Linked DNA regions of Mus musculus: region 2 is linked to region 1. Evidence: chromatin contacts called from public promoter capture Hi-C data. All regions are on one chromosome and are shown on one strand. Each heading gives the region's core, a stretch centred on a gene start, on an enhancer-like site or on the middle of the called end of the contact. The rest is flanking DNA. Distances are from core to core; before and after follow the strand shown.

What was found. Promoter capture Hi-C pulls out the DNA fragments that hold promoters and counts their contacts.
Region 2: a promoter capture Hi-C map of liver shows a contact between it and region 1, with 3 times the contacts expected there. The contact joins the promoter of Inpp5f here to the promoter of Rabep2 in region 1. A contact is called at or near these places in 2 of 39 promoter capture datasets (liver and pre-B cells).

Annotation. Positions count from the first base shown.
Region 1 is chr7:126,424,515-126,431,835 of GRCm38.p6, forward strand. Rabep2 (rabaptin, RAB GTPase binding effector protein 2) reads left to right here and starts at 4,253. Exons shown (of 13, transcript NM_030566.2): 1 at 4,253-4,642; 2 at 5,062-5,271. The coding sequence starts at 4,618.
Region 2 is chr7:128,607,943-128,615,263 of GRCm38.p6, forward strand. It overlaps Inpp5f (inositol polyphosphate-5-phosphatase F), which reads left to right and starts at 3,423. Exons shown (of 20, transcript NM_178641.5): 1 at 3,423-3,749. The coding sequence starts at 3,653.

The DNA.
Region 1 (7,321 bases), core at 3,003-5,502:
TATTGATCGCACTTCCACTTTCAGGTTTTGAACTGTTTTGTTTGTTTCCTTCCACAGTTGGTTGTGTTTTCATAGGTTTCTTTAAGGGATTTACCCGTTTCTTCTGAGAATCGCCAGCATACTTATAAAGGCTACTGTAAGGTCTTTCTCTTGTGCTTCAGTTGTGTCGCCATTTTTCTGAGCCCACTGTGCTAGACCTGCTGGGCTCTAGTGGAGACAGATTGCCCTGACCGTTACTGTGTTTTATGATCATGTCTAGGCATTTAGGCTTGAGAAAACTGTGATTCTAGACACTGGTATCTGGCCTTGTCTTTGTTGGGGGGGCTATTTTATTCCTTGGTTTCTGTTGTTCCTTCTGGTTCTTAGAAGGTTGTGTATCTGTGTTGTTGCTGGTAGGAAATTTTTCTGGGATCCGGCTAAGTGTGGCCACTGGGGGATTCAAGTAAAATGTATTTCTATGTATTAGGACCTAACACTTGCCACTGGAGATGGGCTAAGAGGTGGGGGGTTTTAGTGGGTACATAAGAGGGAGGAAAGTGGGGTGTTCCACCAGGATTTGCTGATTCTTCTGGCAATGGGAGACAGAGTTAGGAAAGGCCACAGCAGGTACTCTGCTACGGAGCAAGGGCTGAGACTGGGAGAATGGAGTTGGAGGTGAAGAGGAAGAAATGAACACAGCCTAACTGCTTCCCTCTTGTATTGTTTTTAAAATACAGTTCCATGCAGTTTATATTAGCCTCAAACTTGCTATTTTGTTGAGGGTGACTTTGAACTTCTGGCTCATCCTCCTCTCTACCTCCCAAGTGCTAGACTTAATTCTGCACGACATAGTTGTAGGTTCTGTTTGGTTTTGGTGGTGGTATGGTCTTAGGGTTTTTTGTTTTGTTTTTTTAACACTTTGGGATAGGGTTTTACCCTATAGCTCAGACTGTTTTAGAACTCACTATATAGCCCAAGATAGCTTCAAACACAGCAATCCTCCTGCCTCCATCTACCAAGTCCTTAGATTGTTGAAATAAGGCAAAAGACTGGTTTTTTTTGTTGTTGTTGTTGTTGTTTGGTGTTTTTTTGTTGTTAAACTTTTTGTTCTTTCTTTCTTTCTTTCTTTCTTTCTTTCTTTCTTTCTTTCTTTCTTTCTTTCTTTCTATCTTTCAAGAGTCTTATGTTACTCAGGCTGGCCTCAAACTCCCTATGCAGTTCATGATGCCCTTAGAATCTTGATTCTCCTGCCACCATCTTCCAAGTCCTAGACTTACAGACCTGAGCTACTAAGCATCTGGGTTTGGGAGGGGGGTTGTTTTTGAGGCAGGGTCTTGCTATGTAACTAAGGCTAGACCAGAATTTCCACTTCTTCTGCTTCAGCCTTCCCAGTGGGATCTTACATTCCTACACCACTGCAACTGCTGACATATTTCCTTTAAAAGGAAACTAATGGTTTTATTTTTTTGAGACAGTGACTTACTTAGCTCTGACTGGCCTGGAATACTTGTAATGTAGATCAGGCTTGTAAAAGTAACTTTCATCTCCTCAGATGAAGGGATGAGATGAGAGTCATATCCAAGCTGTGCCTATATATACTCCTTGGGCTGAGCCAGAGTGTTTCTTTCTCTGTTCTAAGTATCCCTGGGCCTGGGCTTGGAGCCTTTGAACAGTCTGACTGATTCAGTCTGGCTTCTCTTGGCTTCTGACATAATTGCTTGGAAAAACTGTCTCTGAATTCCACAAACTGAACTTCACTGACCACACAAACTGAATGGAACTGCACAAACTCAACTACATTCAACTGAACTGCACCAACTGCACTAAATTCAACTCAACTGAATTCAACTGCATTGCCTGAACTCTACTGCACGCATAGAACCAATTCAACTCTGCTCTCTTCCCTGGGCTGTTCTGGTGAGAGTTAGGCATATCATATCTCTGACTCATTCTGTCAAATCTTTCTCTGATTCACCACTTACCTCTCAATTAGATGTCACTTCCAAACATGGCTGCTCCCTTCTTCAAACTTTCTCTGCATTGTTAGGGATTAAAGGTGTATACTAAGGGTATATCTGTATTCCAGCCTGAGGGATTAAAGGTGTGTCATTCCAGTCAGATCACACAGACCTAGGTGTAGCATGATTTATGTGCCTGACCCTTTAAAGGACTCTCTGCCCTTCAGTGTCAGTTGCCTCTTAGAATTCTGGGAACAAGAGAGGTCATAGAAATCCAGCAGGGCTGAGAGCTTGGAGTAGGGTTCAGGAATAGGATTCAGAGATAGTAGAGAGAAGCTTCCAGTAGGCAGACAAATAGGGTCAGAGAGCTAAGTGAGAAGATAGCTGGTGACAGCTGAGACAGGAGAAGCAGAGCTGAACAGAGAAGATATTGTTGTTGTTTTTGTTTTTTGTTTTGTTTTTTTTCCGAGACAGGGTTTCTCTGTATAGCTCTGGCTGTCCTGGAACTCACTCTGTAGACCAGGCTGGCCTCGAACTCAGAAATCCGCCTGCCTCTGCCTCCCGAGTGCTGGGATTAAAGGCATGCGCCACCATGCCCGGCTGAGAAGATATTGTAAGGAGCCAGGAGAAGAGTGTATGAAGAAACCACTAAAAGTCGCTGAATATACAGAAAAAAAAATAGAATAAAACTTACACCTAGATCTTTGGATGTGATTCCTTGCCAGAGCAGCCAGGTTGCTGGATTAAAATTCCTCTACAAGGCTAGCCTGTAACCAAGAGGAAATCTGCTTTGCTGTGGGTGCTGAAGCTGTAAACGATGTCATCGGGCTCCCACAGCAAATACTTTTACCCACAATGTAGTCCCTCAATGGCATCCCGCAAAAGATGTCAAAGCGGCAGTCAACCCCAGCCACAATAAAATGCCCTCGCAGAAGCTATCAAAAATGCCAGCTCCTGTCAAAATGGTGGCAGGGAGGAGGCCTTCTCAGCCTGCAGCCATCACAGGAGCTGTCCACTCGGATGCATTTCCTTACCCCCGCCCCCACCTCAGCAGGAGCTGTCCACGGTGGTAACGCCTTTCCTGCCTCGGCCTACACTCTTGGTGAATTACTACAGCAGGAGCTCTCCAGCCTCGCCAGCGGCCCTACAGAGGTGGTGCCTCAGTAAAAGCCGGCTGTGGCCAGGAAGGACTTCCTACCTTAACCCATAGCCTAGATGCAGGAAAAAAGGAAGGCGGGGGGGGGGGGGGGGGGAGTCAACAATCCTTAAGCAGGGAAACCCACCAATCTCTGGGCTTCCCGCAAAACCCCACCAATCCCTGAGCTCCCCAAAGTCAGGACTTGAAATCCCACCAATCCTTAATCTGGAACTCTCTGCCCTGAAAAGCTCCACCCCTAAGAAATCCTATCTAAGCTCTGCCCTCTATTTAATTCCGTGCTGTCTGCTCCTGGGAACAGAGGGCAGCCACCCCTGGATTTGTTCTTCACACCCAGGACCCTCCAATAAATCTCTTTCATGAGATTTTTCAAGGCAGGATCATATCAGCATCCAAGCAGACATTATGCAGAAGGAGCTGAGAGTTCAACATTTTGTTCTGAAGACAGAAGACTGGCTCCCAGGCAGCCGGGGGTGGGGGTCGGGAGGGAGTCTTAAAACCCACACCCACAGTGACATACTTTCTCCAAGAAGGCCATACCCACTCCAACAAAACCACACCTCCAAATAGTGCCACTCCCTGGGCCAAGCATTTTCAAACCACCACAGGCTGTCTGGGGATAATCTGTAGTGGGCTCCCTCTAACACTAAAAGCCCACCAGTAGGCACATAGGAGGAGGAGATAAGGGTTATCTTGCTAGTTCAGGCGTGATGGGTACTACGATTGGGTGTTAGTGCTGGAGAAATGAGGAAGGCATCCTGGTATAAGTACACTGGTGTGCATTCCAAGGAGACCACAAAGAATCAAGGACTTCCAGGTTCAAAGTCTTTTATAGAAAACCGGTTTGGAGGCAGGGGGACCCAGGCTCTGTACTTGTTTGAATTGCTGTGACTCTCCAAAGCGAGAGGTCATACATAATGAGAGATTGACCCAGACCCAGGCTGAAAGATTTACAGCCCTGGGAGTGGAGAAAGAGATTTGCAGGAAGCCATATGAAAATGGGATTGGAGACACGTAGATTTCGCACCTCTGCCACTGACTGCGCCAAGCTTCAGAACGCCAACCCAGCCCTGGCCCGCGGGGCGGAGATGCTGGGCGGGCCGGGCACACTTCGCAGTAACGCGAGTCGGGTTACGGCGGAAGGGCGGCCGGGCGGAGGGAAGGAGGAGGCCGCGCGCAGCGTCCTCTAGGACTAAGACCAGGCGTTCCAGGAGGTGGCCTCGAGTGGAGCCTCAGCAGATCCTCAGCACCAGAGAAGACTACCGCAGACCCGAAGCCCTCGGAGCTTCCAGGGAGCGCGGGAGCGCGGGGGCGGTCCCACGAGGCTGCAAGAAAGGCGGGATCCAGGCCGCGCGTCCACTCGAGTGCAGTCGGCGTCTCTTGACCATCCCGCCCTCCCACCCCCCGCGGCCCCTGCAGAGCCGATCCGGAAACAGCCGAGCGGATCCGGAAACAGCCGAGCGGACCCGGAAGCGGGAGTGCCATCACCAGTGAGTGCGGGAATCCGCCGTTTGGGCTGAGACGATGGCAGCTGCGCCAGCAACCCTAGGTGAGAATCGGGGGCACCGGCGGCCAGGAATCGGTGCGGGAGTTGCGCCGCTGCGCACGTGGGGAGCAGGGGGCTGGGGGCGGAGCCGAATGCGACTGCTGGCGGCAGCCGGCCAGCGCGGAGGCTCGGGAAGGGGGCGGGGCACAGCGCCCACCGGGGTGGGCGTGGCCTACACGGTGGGTGTGTCTGTGGGTGGGGCAGGTAAGGGGGCGAGGCGGGGCCACTGGAAGGGATTGGACGGTCGAGCCAAGTTAGTTGGGACTCCGGGAGGGGCAGGACCAGGGGAATGGGATGAGGTCCTTGTAGATGGAGAGTAGGACTGGGTTACTGGACTGCTGGGTGGCCTGAGGTGTTAGGAGATCGGCAAGCCGTGGGAATAAATCTTGGTCACTGTCCCCCCCACTCCCCGCTCCCCACAGCGCTGGATCCCCAGCCCCAAGAGAAGCAAAAGGATGCATCCGAGTCAAGTGAGCTCAGTCGGCTTCGTGCCGAACTGGCCGGTGCCCTGGCAGAAATGGAAACCATGAAGGCTGTAGCTGAGGTGAGCGAGAGCACCAAGGCGGAGGCAGTGGCTGCAGTGCAGAGACAGTGCCAAGAGGAGGTGGCCTCCCTGCAGGCCATCCTGAAAGGTGAGGCACCCGCTCCCAACACAACCCACCCGACAGCCTGTCTGCCTGCGCCCCTCTAGCAGGGAATGCAGGGCGAGGAGGGCTTCAGATGAGCTTCAGGTAGCTCAACAGAGAAAAGACTGTGTCCCAGAACCTGAGTGCCCCTTTCTATTTTGCAGAGAAACACCACAAGTGTTGTCAGCAACTCTTGTCAGTCACAGCTAAGTGTAGCAATCATCTTTACCCATGATACCCATGGGTATCATTTCTTGTTCTTGCTGACATAAGATCAGCCCAGAATACGAGCCAGAAACTTCGCATTTCTCTGAACCACCCTCATTTTCCTCTGGGCCTCGAGGCTCGAAACTCAGCCTGTTGTCTCTGAGCTTAGTCCTATGATTTCCCTTCCTTCCCAGGTATCCCTACAGCACCCTACACAAATACATGCATCTCCTTCCTTCTCCCCCTCTGTCTCATGGCCTCTGTGGATTGGGAGACACCAGCTTTCTTGGTCCCAGGTCCTCTGCCTTTTCCTGTTCTCCTCTGGGCAGAGGTTAGAGTGTCCTCAAGGATGTCAGACCTGCCCCTACTCTGTTTCCTGGCAGTAGTATTACTATGGCATGCTCTATTGGACTGCTGCTCCAGCCCCTCAGATCTCCCTCTATGGTCTGCCCTTGACCTTGGATTCCATAGTAAAGGGCCTGAAATTCCCTTCCCATCCTACCAGGCCTGGGAGTTTTATCTGTAATCCCAGCTCTGAAGGTTGGAGATTGGCATATCCCCAATAGCTTGCTGGCCAGCCAAGACAGAGCGCTCCAAAGTCAATAAGATACCTTATTGGGTCCAGGACAGCCAGGGCTATACAGAGAAACCCTGTCTCAAAAAAAAAAAAAAAAAAAAAAAAAAAAAAAAAAAGATACCTTATTGGAAAAAATAAGTTGGAGCAAGTAAGGAAGACACCTGATACTGACTCTGGCTTATGTGAGTGTGCACACACAAGAGAAAAAGGAATAGCCTAAGTTGTAACAGTGACTGCTCTCTATTGAACACTTACCATATGCCAGAGACAGAGCTAAATACTCTATAAAGTAAGCTTTTTTCCTTTTCTTTTCTTTTCTTTTGAGGCAAGGCTTAGGCAGCCTCATACTCTGTATGCAAACAACAACTTCTTCTCCTTCTTGAGTTCAGGGTCTCTCTCTCTCTCTCTCTCTCTCTCTCTCTCTCTCTGTGTGTGTGTGTGTGTGTGTATGTGTGTGTGTGTGTGTGTGTGTGTGTGTGTGTGTGTGTGTGTTGAGATGTAGGAGTGTCATACCATGACATGGTACACATGTTGGGCAGGAGGACAACTTTGCAGATTCATTTCTCTCTTCCCACCTTTCTGTGGGTTACAGAGATTGAACTCAGTCATCAGGCTTTCATGACAAGCACCGTTAACCACTGAACCATCTTGATGGCCTTAAACTCCTGAATGTCCACCTCCCAGGATTAAGGCATGTACTACCACGCTGGGTTTTATCCAATACTGGGAATCTAACCCAGGGCTCTGTGTATGCTTGGGAAACACTCTACCAACTGAACTACATCCCCAACCCTGTTTTATTTTTTGTTTGTTTGTTTTTACTGGCAGGATCTCCCCCCCCCCTTCCCTCTTGCTCTGGCCCCCTGCTCTGTAGGTTTTTTATTTGTTTCTCATTACCGATGGTTGTGAGCCACTATGCGGTTGCTGGGATTTGAACTCATGACCTCCGAAAGAGCAGTCAATGCTTTTAACCTCTGAGCCATCTCACTAGCACTACTGGCAGGATCTTACCACTGTAACTAAAGCTAGCTAGAATTCATTTTATTGTCCAGTATGGCCTTGAACTCAAAGGTAAACCACCTGCTTCAGCCTCCCAGGTACTAGGGTTTGGAGTAGGAGCTACCATCCTTGGCTGTATATAATCTTTATAACAAGGTCTTTGAGAAAGGAGTCATTAGCTGACTGTTTACAGAAAAAGCACAGAAACACAGACAGGCTAACTTTCACAGAGTGATATAGACACATAGCAGCAGATTTGAACCCAGGAAGTCT
Region 2 (7,321 bases), core at 2,173-4,672, 2.2 Mb after region 1:
TAAAAAAGGTCTGAGCCAATTAATATCTCCCAACAGCTTTTGAAAATCATTTAAGGTATGGAGGTGATCTCTTCTTATCTCTACCTTTTGGGGCACAATCTTATCTGGGGACACCACAGAGCCCAAGAATTGTCCTGTATCAGAAATTTGGACCTTTTCTGTGGCTATCTGTAAACCCCACTGACTTAAAGTTTTAAGTAGAAAAGGATATGCCTTTTGTAGCATGGTAAGGTCTTTATGGCACAGGAGGATGTCATCCATGTAAAGGAGCAAAATTAAAGAGGGGAATTGTTCCCTCACTGGCAAAAGAGCTTTTTGCACATAAAGCTGGCACATTGTAGGACTATTGGACATCCCCTGTGGTAAGACCTTCCATTGATACCTCTTATCAGGTTTAGCAGAATAAGCTCTCTGACCCGTTAACAAGTCAAAAGTCCAATCTCTCTGCTCTGGAGTTAAAGCAGCAGCGTTTGCTCGGTCCTGCGCTTGTGCAGCTTCGTGCCAAAGCGCTTTCCATTCCATGTATTTGCCCATACTAGGGAGAGCGGCTTTTACAACCGTTTGCCAGTCAGCAGGAGTTAGTGCCATGCCAGCGAGCCTGTCTAACTGCACCAAGGTAAAATTAGCATTGGTTCCGTATTTACGAACCGACTCAGCAATTTCTTTAATCTGCACATATTCTACCGGAGCGTGGACACGCCCACCCTCGGCTCCTTCAAAGACTGGAAATGCCTGTTCTATTTTCCTTTGTTCCTCTCGGGGAATGAATGAGTCTGCGCACTGCCTCTCTGCGCACTGCCTCTCTGCGCATTGCTGACGCACTACGCAGGGCGGGGACTCCGCATAGGGCGGGAGTGCACCTGGTAGCCGATTGCCCTGAGGCCAATTAGCAAACTGGCCTTCGCCAGCCGCTTTTGGCTTTTTCCTTAAATGACTAGTTAGCACTTTACTTGGCGGCTGGTATCCTTTTCTTTCATAATGAGCCGCTTTTTTCTCCCAGTCTGTTTCTTCAGAGCACAGGCTCCTTCTCCTAGAGACCTCCGCTAATTGATCTTTCTTCTTTTCCCTTTTTCCTCTTTTTCTTCTAATCTCTCTCCAGGTATTCTTACCTGACCTAAACTTTTCCTCGGGTTCAAGACCCTTGGAAAGGCCTGTATACTTATTTTGTGTACCATATTTCCTCTTTGTTCCTATTCTCTCTCCCCGCTTTACTTCTGATAGCTTGTCCTGAATTTCCTCTAGAATTTTCAGCCCTATCTTAATCACTTGATAACATGTGAAAAGGAACAAAAGGGCTCCTAACATTAGAAAAAATTCAAGGCCAAACATTTTCCACTTTACTTCTGATAGACTGTCTTGAATTTCGTTAGAAAGTTCAAGGCCAGGCTTACCTCGTGAAGCTGTACTCACTGGTACTCTCGTTCCCCAGCTGAAAAGTTCTGAATTCATACAGTTGAATCCTTCTTAACAGTCTGCTTTACGGGAACCTTTATCACCGTCGTTCCCCAGCTGATGAGTTCTGAATTCGGCAGTTGAATCCTTCTCAACAGTCTGTTTTATGGGAACCTTTATAAACGTGATCCGCAGTTCTGGTTCCGGAATGAGGGATCCTCCTTGCGCCAGTCCCGAGTTTTTTTCTCGTCCCGGAATTCGGCACCAATTGTTATTAGACGCGTTCTCACGACCGGCCAGGAAGAACACCACAGACCAGAATCTTCTGCGGCAAAGCTTTATTCTTACATCTTCAGGAACAGAGTGCAAGAAGCAAGAGAGCAAGAAGCAAGAGAGAGAGAAAAGCAAGAGAGCGAAAGAGCAAGAGAGAGAGAAAAGCAAGAGAGAGAGAAAAGCAAGAGAGAGAAGCAAGAGAGAGAAGCAAGAGAGCGAAGCAAGAGAGAGAGAGAAAACGAAACCCCGTCCCTCTTAAGGAGCATTCTCCTTCGCCTCGGACGTGTCACTCCCTGATTGGCTGCAGCCCATCGGCCGAGTTGACGTCACGGGGAAGGCAGAGCACAAGTAGTCATAAGATACCCTTGGCACATGCGCAGATTATTTGTTTACCACTTAGAACACAGCTGTCAGCGCCATCTTGTAACGGCGAATGTGGGCGCGGCTCCCAACACAGCAGCACCACCACCAGCAGCACCACCACCAGCAGCAGCAGCACCACCATTTACTTTATATTTATGAACCTGTGCACTACACCCATACAGGAACAGAGGTCAGAAGAGGTGTCTCATCACAGTTGGTTGTGAGCTGCCCTGGAGGTGCTGGGAACTGAACCGGAGGTCCTCTGCAAAAGTAGCAAAGTACTCTTGAGCCACCCAGCTCCGGTGGTTAGGCCTCTTTTTTTTTTTTTTTTTTTTAAAGATTGCTTTAAAGGAAGACAGGAACATACAGAATTGGGAGTCTAAGAGTGTAGTAAAGGTCACGAATTCAATCAGTAGAGACTAAAATTGTCCCAAGATCACACAGAACAAGACAGACCCAAAGTCTGGAGACTGGGAGATAGGTCTAGAACTGGAAGCTTTTTCTCCTAAATCTTTCTGGTTCAGATTGACACCTGGCCATTTTACCATCTCTGAGTGACGTCCCTTTTACTGACTTCCTGTAGGCCGGCTTCTCAGACTTTGCTGTACCTTCTCCTCACTAGCCCAGCTAACTCTAAGTGTGTATTCTGTGGAGACACATCTCCACTAATGTGCATTTACTAAATGATTATTGGTGTCCAGGTTCTAATAGGAAATGCCAAAACAGAGCGGCCTCTGCTCAGCCGAGTGCTAACTTGGGGTAGAACCCTGGAGACAACCATGGCTGTACTTCTGGGCTTGGTTTGGTCTTTGCTCAGACTAGGGGTAAATGTACTCCGAGGAGGAAGGAATGTCAGGTGGATTCGGGGACTTGACCAGACTTTTCTAGGAGCTAATGGAAGGAATGAAGGACTGGCTTGCACATCAGGGAAAGATCAAGAAATGGCTGCATAAAGGGCGTCGAGCCAGTATAACCAGACTTAGGCTCAGGGCCTGCCTGAGGTCGCAGCTGGTAAGGCCGGCGAGTGGGAGAGGCAGAGGAGTAGAGGCTATAGACAGAGAGGGAGGAACTGAAAGAGGTGCGGCGAGAGCTGAAAGGAGAAAGAGGATTGAGACACAGGCTGGGAGAGGGCTGAGCCAGAAACTCGTGGGCGGGACCAGGGCGGGGCCTAGGAGGGCTTTCGGAGAACTACAGAGGGAGGCGGAGTCGGAAGGTCGGAGGAGGAGCCTGAGCAAGGGCGGAGCCTAAGGGAGAGGGGAGGAACTATAGGAGGGAAAGTTGCACGCTGAGGGGAGGAACCTGGGAGGAGGCGGAGTCTAGAGGGAGCCAGGATGAACTGTAGGAGGTGGAGTCTCAGGATAGGGGGCGGAGCCTAGGTACAGGAGTTGTGGGGGGAGGGGGAAAAGGCCTCCCGGGCCTCGGCCGCCCAAGCGTGTTCTTGGCCCGCGGGTCAGGCCCCCGAGTGCTTCCCCACTCTGTTCTTCCGTGGGCTGGGTCCTCGGAGTCTCCTTGAGGCACGGACTCTGGTGGTCTCGGTGGAGGAGGACTCCAGCATCGCTCCAGGGCGGGCCGCTGCCGTGCCTGGGCCGGGGGACCGCCGCCTCCCGGAGCGCGTGGGGCCGGCATGGAGCTCTTTCAGGCTAAGGACCACTACATCCTGCAGCAGGGCGAGCGTGCCCTGTGGTGCAGCCGGCGCGACGGCGGCCTGCAGCTCCGACCGGGTGAGGCGCGCGGCGCGGGCTGGGTGGGGCGCGCGGGCCAGCTGGAGCGCGGGGGGCGCGGCCCGGCCCCTCCGGCCCCGGGATCGCGAGGCTGGGCGGGACGCTTGGGGATGTCAGCGCTAGTCCTGAGGGGAGCGGCCGCCGCTTCGGGGAGTCCTCCTGCCTCAGGGAGGCGGGGAAGGCCGGTCACCCCCTTTAGTGCACCTCTTCCAGTATCTGGGGCCTGGGGTGCGGGGATAGGGTCCCTTATGAACCCCTCGTAGGCCTCCACCTGCAGCGTCTTCTCACGGTCCAGCGTGGGAAGTTCTGGGTTCCAGTCCCATCAGTTCAGTGGAACCTAATGCGGGACACTCCTTCTTGACATCCTTGAGTTGTTCCCGGTCACTTATTAAAGAGTGACTTCAGGACGGTTACCTCACAGGACTTGATCGAAAACTAGTGTATGAATTGCCATTTTCAAGAAGAAGTCGTGTTGGATGTCTGTCACACACAGTTAGGAGAGGTCAAAGTCTCCAGCCATCAGTTTGCTTTAGAAAACTTTGTTTGCAGTTAGTTGGCTTAAATAGTAGCTCCTGTTCTCAGACAGCTGCGGTCAGTTATCGCTCGGAGGAGTTTGGGCAGCTTCTACTTAGTTCTCCAGTGCTTTTTTCCTTCATTGGTCAACACTTTTTTACTTTAGGAAAAGTGAGACTGGAACTCTTGAACGAGCCACGGCATTGGACGTTTTCCTGCGTTCTTTGAGTACATCCAGTAGAATAACTTCAAGGGAGCTTTTTAGGTCATCCTGTTACCTCTTATGGGATGGCTTCTGAGGACAGGTCCTTTCGTGTCTTAGTGCCAATCCCCACAGCAGCCTGAAAGAGTAGGGTCAGGATCTTCTTTCTCAGGTGAGGAGAGAAGTGTGAGATCCCAGAAAGTGGAGCGGTTTGGTGACACTTTTCATCAGTGTCCATTGTGTCCTTACGGAGACCTGCAAAGTTACTCTGCTAGAGCGGTGAAGAACAACTTTTTTTCTTCTTCAGAAATATGGCTCTGGTTGTATTTTCTTGCCGCTGTATTTTATTTCCTCTTTTCAGAATGGAGGCACTACGGTGGCCACAGTAAGACTTTTGGTGACCTTGGAATAGATGATGGGCCACTTTATTCTAATCTGACCACTTTTCCTAGCCTGTCACCCTGCAAGGTGTAAAGCAGGGGGGAATTTAGCTGTAAAAGTCCCGCGGGCCAAATTCCTGGCAGCTGGAATGCATAAATGGAGGGAGCTTGGAGTCCTTCTCAGCTCATCAGACAGGACTTTTCATCTCCGCAGGTCAGTTTTCTCAAGCAGAAAGTTTAGCCGGGCCCTTTCCTGGAGCTAGCCCTGAGGTTTGCTCTTTGTTTGTCCAAAGTTCGTATCAGAGAGCAAGTGTAAAACTTTTCACCATTATCAAAAGTTTGGTATAGCATCACAGTTCAGTGTATCTCATTTCGTAGATACGTATCCCATCACCCACAAACGTAGGTAGCGCCTAGAGGAAGGCAGAGGCCATCATAGTTCAGATTTAACAGGCCATTGGAAGCCTTAGAAAGTATCCTGTAGTTATTGACTAGTTTAACCTATCCAGTATTTAAGATCTCAAATACAGCTATTTTAGTAATATTTAATTGATCTGAATGCTGTTTAGGTCTTTTTTTTTTTTTAATCTATACAGAGTTATTTCAAATTCTCTTTATTGAACATTGTCTTCTCTTTGTGGTGAGTGTTGCTGTTGTTTAAAGTGACAGAGTTAAAATCTTTAGTTTTTTTTTCATCTTGATTATTCAAGAGCCGAATAGACTTCTGACCAAGTTTGGTTTTTTTTTTGCTTTTGTTTTTGTATTACAAGTGGTGTTATAGGACCAACCAGTGCTGGGATTGTGATTTTTACACACTGAATGACCAGAAACAGGAAGTTTTCTTTTTCCTGGAGATAATCAGGAAAAAAAAAGTGATAATGATATTTAAGGTTAAAATTACCACTTCTGTAGCTTGGAATCCCCGTGACTTTCTGTCCCCCTCCTGCCTACTTCTCTGTGTAAGACTCATATTCAAGGCTGTCTGCCCTGGGCTAGTCTGGCCCTCATCCATGGGGCAGTTATTGGTCACATTGATTTTCTTTCTTGACATTTTGCGTACTTTGTACATACTACAGTTATAACCCTCCCTATATATTTTGTGATGATAGTTTGTGTCTTCTCCAGTGGACACAGGACTCCTCAGCACAAGGCCTTGCTTTACTAATACTGGTGTCTCTGGGCTAAAGAGTGTTTATGATACAGAACATACTTCATGACTGAGTTAACCTGAATTAAATATAACTCTAAGTTTCCTCACACTTAAATTATTGCTGTGGAAAAAAAAAAAGATGATTTAGGCCCCATTTTGATGTCTCCCCCCTCCCCATCTTGCTGTGTAGCCTAGGCTAGCCTAAAACTGACTATAGTTGGTCTCAAATTCAACAATACTCTTGCCTCTACCTCCTCCTCAGTTTTGGGATTACAGGTGTGGCCTATGCCACCTAGCTGAATCACTCTTTATTCAGGCAAGAGTGGAGGTGACCAAGCCAGGCGGTGGTGGCACATGCCTTTATTCCCAGCACTTGGGAGGCAAAGGCAGGTAGATTTCTGAGTTCTAGGTCAGCCTGGTTTACAGAGTGAGTTCCAGGACAGCCAGGGATATACAGAGAAACCCTGCCTCAAAAAAACAAAACAAAACAAAAAAAGAGTGGTGATGACCACCTTGAATCCCAACACTCAAGAGGCAGAGGCAGGTAGGTCTCGTGTGAGTTTGAGGCCAGCCTGGTCTACATAACAGATTTTGGGACAGCCAGAGCTACATAATTGAGAGGTTCTGTCTCAAAACAGAACAAAACAAACAAAAAAATTTATTTAATAGGGTGGAGAATCGACAGTTCAAGAAATGTTAGAATTTACACTTGTATTTTTTTCCTCTGATACACCAGCATCTGCTCCCCTACCCATGGGTGTGTGAGTGTGTGTGTGTGAGTGTGTGTATGTGAGATAGGATTCCTTAATTTTTGACAATGTTAATTTTTAAAAATAGTATAAATATTTGTTTTTATTTTCCTAACAGTGGTGAGTAGTCTGTTACATTTTTGTAAAGCATTGATTTTTATTTATTTTTTTTAGATGCTTATCACAATTGCAAGTTAAGAGACACCAGAAAAAAAGTATTTAGCTTGTTTTAACTTCTCTCAGGAAAGTGATCGAGTGCTGTGTACTCTCCAGAGAGTAGAATTTAACTGATACTATGAGAGTCAGACACTGGGAATTATAGTTTAACCAAAAGGAAACCGGGAGAAGGAAAAAAGGGAGTTGAAGAAGGGGAGGGTAATGTGACATGCGTGATGTTGGAGTAGAAAAGAGGTTCTGGGAGGTGGGTCAAGAGAAGAATGGGGCATGGTGGGGATGAGGGAGGTGGGCCAAGAGAAGACCAGGGCATGGTGGGAATGAGGGGGGAGGGGGAGGGAAGACCAGAGGTATGGTGGGGATGAGGAGGGAGAGAAAGCAACAGAAAATGTAAAAAAAAACCA